Linked DNA regions of Mus musculus: region 1 is linked to region 2. Evidence: chromatin contacts called from public promoter capture Hi-C data. All regions are on one chromosome and are shown on one strand. The core of a region is the stretch at or near the end of the contact, and the rest is flanking DNA. Distances in the headings are between cores, read along the strand shown. Region 1 overlaps Ppfibp1 (PTPRF interacting protein, binding protein 1 (liprin beta 1)). Region 2 overlaps Arntl2 (aryl hydrocarbon receptor nuclear translocator-like 2).

Region 1 (3,369 bases), core at 680-3,179, 190 kb after region 2:
CTATGTGTTACTGTATTTTCCCCACGGTTAGGAGTCTAGGGAAACAGTTGAACTTCAAGAAATATGGGTGAGTGCTAAAGAGATTACCCAGCATCAATTGCAAAGATTTCAATCAAAACCAAACGGGGTATATAGAAAGAGCCCCATTTTAAAAATAGGGTAATCTCTTTAACACTGCACCAGGCCAGTGCAAGAGAGCTAGGCACACCTGTAATCTCATAGGAGGCTGAGCTCATGGCCAGCCTGGACTACATAGGAGACTGATCAGAAAGAGAGTTAAAAAAGAGGTCATGAATGTGGGAGGGAGGGAGGGAGGGAGGAAGGGGGAAAAGGAAGGAGGGAAGGAGAGAGAAAGAGAGCAGTTAGCAAAGGGAAATACATGGAGGGCAGGAAAGTGAAGGGGGAAATATAAATTTTAATTTAAAAATTATTAATAAAAATTAGAGAGAGGGGACAGAGAGAACTGTGGCTTGGAACATAGCTCAGCACTGGACTATGTGGTAGGTCAGCACTACAAATAATTAAACGAGGAGCCCACTGGTTACCTGACTTGGAGTTCACACAGGTGTTTCCTTTGTGAGTTCTTGGTGCCGATCCTACTCTGTTCTCTAGTTCTCATACATTACCAGAAAACCCTAGTGTTAAAAATCCTTCAGGCCGGGCCGTGGTGGTGCACGCCTTTAATCCCAGCACTTGGGAGGCAGAGGCAGGTGGATTTCTGAGTTTGAGGCTAGCCTGGTCTACAAGGTGAGTTCCAGGATAGTCAAGGCTACACAGAGAAACCCTGTCTTGAAAAAAAACCCACCCCCCCCCAAAAAAATCCTTCAGACTCCAGCCCTAGGCCCCAGAGGTATTTGAGAAAATTATATCCATATTTCATTGTTTCTGTAGAGTCTGTTCTCACTGATTTTAATGCATTATTCACCAGATAGGATAGTTGAACATAGTCAACTTGTTCACGCATGAAAAGAACAATTAACCAACATGATGCATGTTATGTGTTAGACGTGTAGTAGAAATAAAAATGGAAATGGTACTTTGTTTACAATATATGTCGACCCTGAGGAGTCAGTACCTTGGCACTGGCACTCCGTGGGCTTGCCCCGTGATCGGGACATGGTACTTTTTTTAGTTTAGGTATTTTACTTTGTTATTCAGGATATTTGCTGTCTTAGGACCAAATTTAATCCTTTCTCCACAGTGCTTGCTCTCATCAACACCTTGTCTAGATGTTTGTAAATAGAGTTCCAAGCACTGGTGTATTTTGTAGACCAATTCTGTGATGCTTTGTTGCTCTGCGGCATGTGTTTTGATTGGTTTTCTTTTCACTTACATCTTTTTACAGTTTCACACCAGCGTCTTGCAAGCTTCAATCCCTTCACTATTGCCGCCATCTGTGGATGTAGACACTTGTGAAAAACCCAAGTTGCCTACCAAGCCCGAGACTTCATTTGAAGAGGGGTATGCCATTTATGGACTAGCATTGTGGTATAGATGCTCAGAGAAATAGAGCAACCACAGATAAGGGCACGTCACACTTACTTGCAGACACAGGTTTCACCGTCTGTTTTGCAATGATGAAACAACGGGGTGACAGTGGAGCCTGGAAGTGAGGGATGAGGTCAGAGCAGCCTTTAAGGGCTTGGGTATTACTTTCTAGGCCATAGATGCCTGTGAATAGTCAGCGAAGCAGGCTGAAGAGTGAAGTCAACAAACAGAAACACGGCTGTCTCTCCATAGGCAAATCGATACTTTGCCAGAAAATTCTCAAGTGAATTGCCTAACCTTGAAATAGACTTAAGAAAATATTTAAACTTAGATTCTTCTTTGCAATATTTTTTTTTAACATTTCCGTTCACTTAGAACATGTACAGACAGGCCCCAGCTAGGACAGCTTGCCTTGCGATTTTTTTTTTTTTTAACTCTACAATGTTGCCGTAGTTTCACTTCTGCACTGTTTTGACAGGTATGAGGTGGCCAGCACACCCTTTAACGTAGACTCTGTGGGAGAGATTTTTTTTTTTTTTGCCCAGCTGTAGGCTAGTGCGGTACTGTAAATATGAACAAGGAAGGGCAGACCAACTGTTTTTGGTTGATTAAGCAAAAGTCACTTTGATTTAACAGTGATTTGAGCTTCCTATGGGTTCTTTGGGACTTCACCATTGCAAAGCTAGGTGTGTCTGTGCGGTTTTCAATTCATGCCGTTAACAAATGCTTTTTTAAAAATATATTTTAGTGACGGAAGAGCAATCCTGGGCGCTGCCGCTGAAGTCTCCCTGAGTGATGGTGTTTCGTAAGTTGTATATCCTTGAGTATGAAGTGTGATCGAGGCTTCAGAAAACCGGGGATCTTTTGTGTTCATGTAACCATTACACAGTGACCAACTGGGTCATGAGAACTCAAGTGCGCAGGTCATGACAGGAGGGGCTGGAGGCTGATGTCACAGAAGCTCTCCACCCTGCTGTCTCAAGCCTGACGGTTGTAAATCTTTAGACACCGTCACCAGTTCTCATTGGGAGTTCAGCACTTTTAATTCATTTTGTGCTGATTTGTTATGTTTTATTCCAACAGGAAAGAATCCCAGAGAACTCGAAGCTGGCAGAGCTGCTTTCTGCACTTACATTTTAATAAACTGGCCTAATGTGAATGTTTACCCAAGTCAGAGTCTGGATTAGATTAGGAAAGCCCCAAACAACCAGGAAAGCCTATTTTCAGACAGAGTTCGCATGAGTTGTTTCTGTTTCTCTGTTATCTTTTATGGTTTTGGCAGTCAATATGACTGACAACTTACGTAAGGGGGAGAAATGCCTTTAAAGGTTTTGTTGCTCTAGCTCTTTTGGAGTAGATTCCTTCTATCGTCTCTTTCTCTGCTGTGCCTTCCTTTTTTATCCTGCATTGCTGGGGATCAGGCCTCTGGTAACTCACATGCCGAGCACACTGGCACTGAGGTACACCCCAGTGTCTCAGGTTGTGAAACTGGCCCCGTGTTTGTGCATTTAGTTTTTGAGTCGGGCCATCTCCAGCTGTGTATAACTGAACACTACTTATGAGAAAGAGAAAGTTTCTGTGATTTACAGGCTCCTCCTGTCTTCCTAGGGTAGCAAATGAGTTACCTTGGGCAATAACACGGATTCCTCTAGTGCCCTTTTTCACTTCCTCCCCTTCCTTCTCCTCTTCTCCCTCCTCCCCCTTCCTCTCTTGTTTGTCCCTCTCCCTCCTCCGTCTCCCTCCCCTCTTCTCTCTTTATTTTTGTCCTTTCCTTCTTTCTTTTTCACTTTTGGAGACAGGCTTTGTCCTGATAGCTCATGCTGATCTCAAACGCCCTTCTGCCTCTTATGTACTGAAATTTCAGGCATGCCCACAAAACCT
Region 2 (3,109 bases), core at 493-2,992:
AGCATGCGCACAAGCAGGCGCGCGCATGAGCATGTGCAAAGATGAATCTCTTTTTTAAGAGAAGAGAGAAAGGGACGGGGAGGATTGTTAGCACGTCTGTGATTATTCTGTTCTCATTCCTGCTGCTGTGAAAGCCTCTCAGGTTTACAGTCACCCCTACACTGGGCGACCACGCATGCATTCTGGCTCCAGACGATCTTTCTTCTTTAGAATGAAGAGCTGTACCGTCCCTGTCAAAGAAGAGCAGCCATGCTCGTCCTGCTCAAAGAAGAAAGGTGAGACTCCCGGGAGAGCCGGTGATTCGGAGCCTGGTGCAAAACGCAAGGTCCTAAGTAGTTTCTATCCAGGAAAAAGTAAGTTTCATAGTCACGGCAAGAAATAGGATTCAAAGCGTCTAAGTAAGATTGTTTTTAAACTGAAATTATTTACACTGGCTCACCACCAGGTGCACATCCTGTTGTGCTACTGAATCTGTAGCGAAGAGAACTTTAAGTTAGATTTGGGAGACGTGATGTAGGCCTTAAAGCGTAGTTAACACTCAAGTAACAGAGGCGGGAAAGATTTCTGTGAATTCAAGCCCAGCAGGGCTATGTAGCAATACCCTATCTCAAAGATAAAATAGTAAAATAAAAACTCAAACAACAACAAAGTTCAATCTCTTTTTAAAAAACTTTTTGCTTGTTTGTTTGTCTTTTTATTTTGTGTTTTGTTTTTGTTTTGAGATAGGGTCTCACTTTGTAGCTTTACCCAGGAACTCACTGTGTATACCAGGCTAGCCTCAAATGCACACAGATCCATCTACCTCTGCCTCCTGAGTGTTGGAGTTAAAGGTGCATGCTACTATGCCCAACCCTAAAATAATTTTTTATCTTGCTTTTTAAGTGTGTGTGTGTGTGTGTGTGTGTGTGTGTGTGTGTGTATGCGTGTGTATGCCCACACAAGTGAGTCCAGTGCCAATTGAGGCCATCAGATTCCCTGGAGCTGAAACTAAGGTCAGCTGTGGGCTGCCTGATGCACGTGCTGAGAACTGAACCGAGTTCCTCTGACAGAGCACAGGCACTCCTAACTACTGAACCACCACTCCAAACTCCTGCTTGCTTCTTTTTGAGACAGAGTCTTACTATGTAGTCCAGTAGGGCGGGGATGTAGTATGTATGGCCATATGTGTCTATTAATCATCATCATAACCAACAGTAAGAGATTTGCAAGTTTCTTCATTATAGTCAGACATAGTGTTATAGGCCTGCAATCACTTAGGAGGCTGAGGTAATAGTATCAGGGATTAGAGGATAGCCTGGTATACATAGGGAGCTGGTTAGAGGCTAGCCTGGGCTTCAGAATACATTTGTCTCGAAAAGAAAAAAAAGAAAAGGAAAAAGTGGAGAAAGAGGGAGAAGAAAGGAAAGAGGAAGGACAAGGGGAGGAGGAAGAGAGAGGAAGAGGAGGGAGGAAGAAGAGGGAGGAGAAATATCAGCATCTATAGTGACCTAAGTGTATTGCTATGATTTTTCATTAGACCATAGAAAATTCCACACCGTCCATTGCACTGGATACTTGAGAAGCTGGCCTCTGAATGTTGTTGGCATGGAGAAAGAGTCGGGTGGTGGGAAGGACAGCGGTCCTCTTACCTGCCTTGTGGCTATGGGACGGTTGCATCCATACATTGTCCCTCAAAAGAGTGGCAAGATCAACGTGAGACCGGCTGAGTTCATAACTCGCTTCGCAATGAACGGGAAATTCGTCTATGTTGACCAAAGGTAAACACTCCATGTTTGGCTACCCAGAGGCCACTGGGGCAGCTGAAGCACAGCGTCAAAGCTCCGCTGCAGTTTTCTCCTAACGAGGGCTTGAGAAGAGGAAGTATATTTTAAGTGAAATACGGAGATGGTGATGTTGGTGATTTTGGTAGAACTGGAGGGTAAACTTGGGAAAGTGTTTCCTAGCAGTGGTGTTGAGTCTGCCCTGCTCCATGGCCGCAGTGTTGGTGGTACTGGTGGTACCCTGTACAGGCATCAGCAGGACGTCATGGGGCCTCACCTGGGGTCCTGTTTGCAGTCTAGCTGTGGATGGGGAGGACCAAGGCTAGCTCTTTCTCCAGACGGCTTTCCTGCAACCCGACCTGTGCTGGACCTGCAGTGTTCTGGGAGGCATCACCGTCAGCAACTGCCATGATGTTTTTCTGTTTCAAAAACCAGGGCAACGGCAATTTTAGGATACCTGCCTCAGGAACTTTTGGGAACTTCATGTTATGAATATTTTCATCAGGATGACCACAGTAGTTTGACTGACAAGCACAAAGCAGGTAGGTAATCCATTGAATGAGGTGCTTTGCGGGTAATTTAAAAATGACGTCAGCCAGGTGTGATGGATCACACTAAAAAAAATCTCAGTATCTGGGAGGTGGCTTAGAGGATTGGGAGTTCCAGGCTAACTTGGGCTACATAGCAAACTCCTGTCTAAATAAAGAAAGAAATGATTATACCATCAACTCCGAATTCCTTATGAAATCCAAAATTAATTCTCAAGGCCCTGGTCTGGCTTTGGTGGTGTCTGGGTTTCGGCACAGCCCCCTGGCTGGCCCGGAACCCGCATACACCCTTTCCATCCTCTGGGGGTGGAGTTACAGGCATGAGCCACCACTCCCAGCGTGAAGGCTTTGGTTGTACAGGCTATTCCGCTGACTGCGGCTTTCCTGTGAAGTTCTGCAGAGTAAGGAGAAAATACTTACAGACTCATACAAATTCAGAGTGAAGGATGGTGCCTTCGTGACTCTGAAGAGTGAGTGGTTCAGCTTCACAAACCCTTGGACCAAAGAGCTGGAGTACATTGTGTCTGTCAACACATTGGTTTTGTGAGTAGTTTTCTGTGCTCTTAAGACCTTTGATCTAATTTCAAATGAGTATCACTGCTTCTCTCTCTCTCTCTCTCTCCCTCTCTCTCTCTCTCTCTCTCTCTCTCTCTCTCTCTCTCTCTCTCTCTAGACAGGGTTTCTCTGTATAGCCTTGGCTGTCCTGGAACTCATTCTGTAGACCAGGCTGGCCTCAAACTCAGAAATCCTCCTGTCTCTGCCTCCCAAGTGCTGGGATTAAAGGCGTGCACTACCACCGCC

Evidence for each region. Capture Hi-C pulls out chosen DNA fragments and counts their contacts.
Region 1: a promoter capture Hi-C map of pancreatic islet shows a contact between it and region 2. The contact joins two enhancer-like sites. A contact is called at or near these places in 2 of 15 datasets of contacts at CTCF or cohesin (the NIH/3T3 cell line and embryonic stem cells), 16 of 484 Hi-C or Micro-C datasets (the 3T3-L1 cell line, the F1.1 cell line, the MPC-11 cell line and 7 more), 3 of 115 datasets of contacts at active chromatin or transcription factors (fibro-adipogenic progenitors, pancreatic cancer cells and vascular smooth muscle cells) and 4 of 9 other capture datasets (adipose tissue, embryonic stem cells, liver and 1 more).

The regions. Positions count from the first base shown.
Region 1 is chr6:147,008,627-147,011,995 of GRCm38.p6, forward strand. It overlaps Ppfibp1 (PTPRF interacting protein, binding protein 1 (liprin beta 1)), which reads left to right. Exons shown (of 31, transcript NM_001355728.1): 15 at 1,346-1,461; 16 at 2,237-2,293. Among named protein-coding and RNA genes, the nearest start is that of Rep15, 22 kb to the right of the region's middle. Within about 2 kb of position 1,930, at least 44 of the 459 cell types and tissues checked have an H3K27ac peak or open chromatin away from gene starts, as enhancers often do. A contact at or near this core is called in pancreatic islet, where this site is marked.
Region 2 is chr6:146,820,394-146,823,502 of GRCm38.p6, forward strand. It overlaps Arntl2 (aryl hydrocarbon receptor nuclear translocator-like 2), which reads left to right. Exons shown (of 15, transcript NM_172309.2): 7 at 135-275; 8 at 1,517-1,757; 9 at 2,196-2,302; 10 at 2,701-2,851. Among named protein-coding and RNA genes, the nearest start is that of Arntl2, 16 kb to the left of the region's middle. Within about 2 kb of position 1,743, at least 8 of the 459 cell types and tissues checked have an H3K27ac peak or open chromatin away from gene starts, as enhancers often do. A contact at or near this core is called in pancreatic islet, where this site is marked.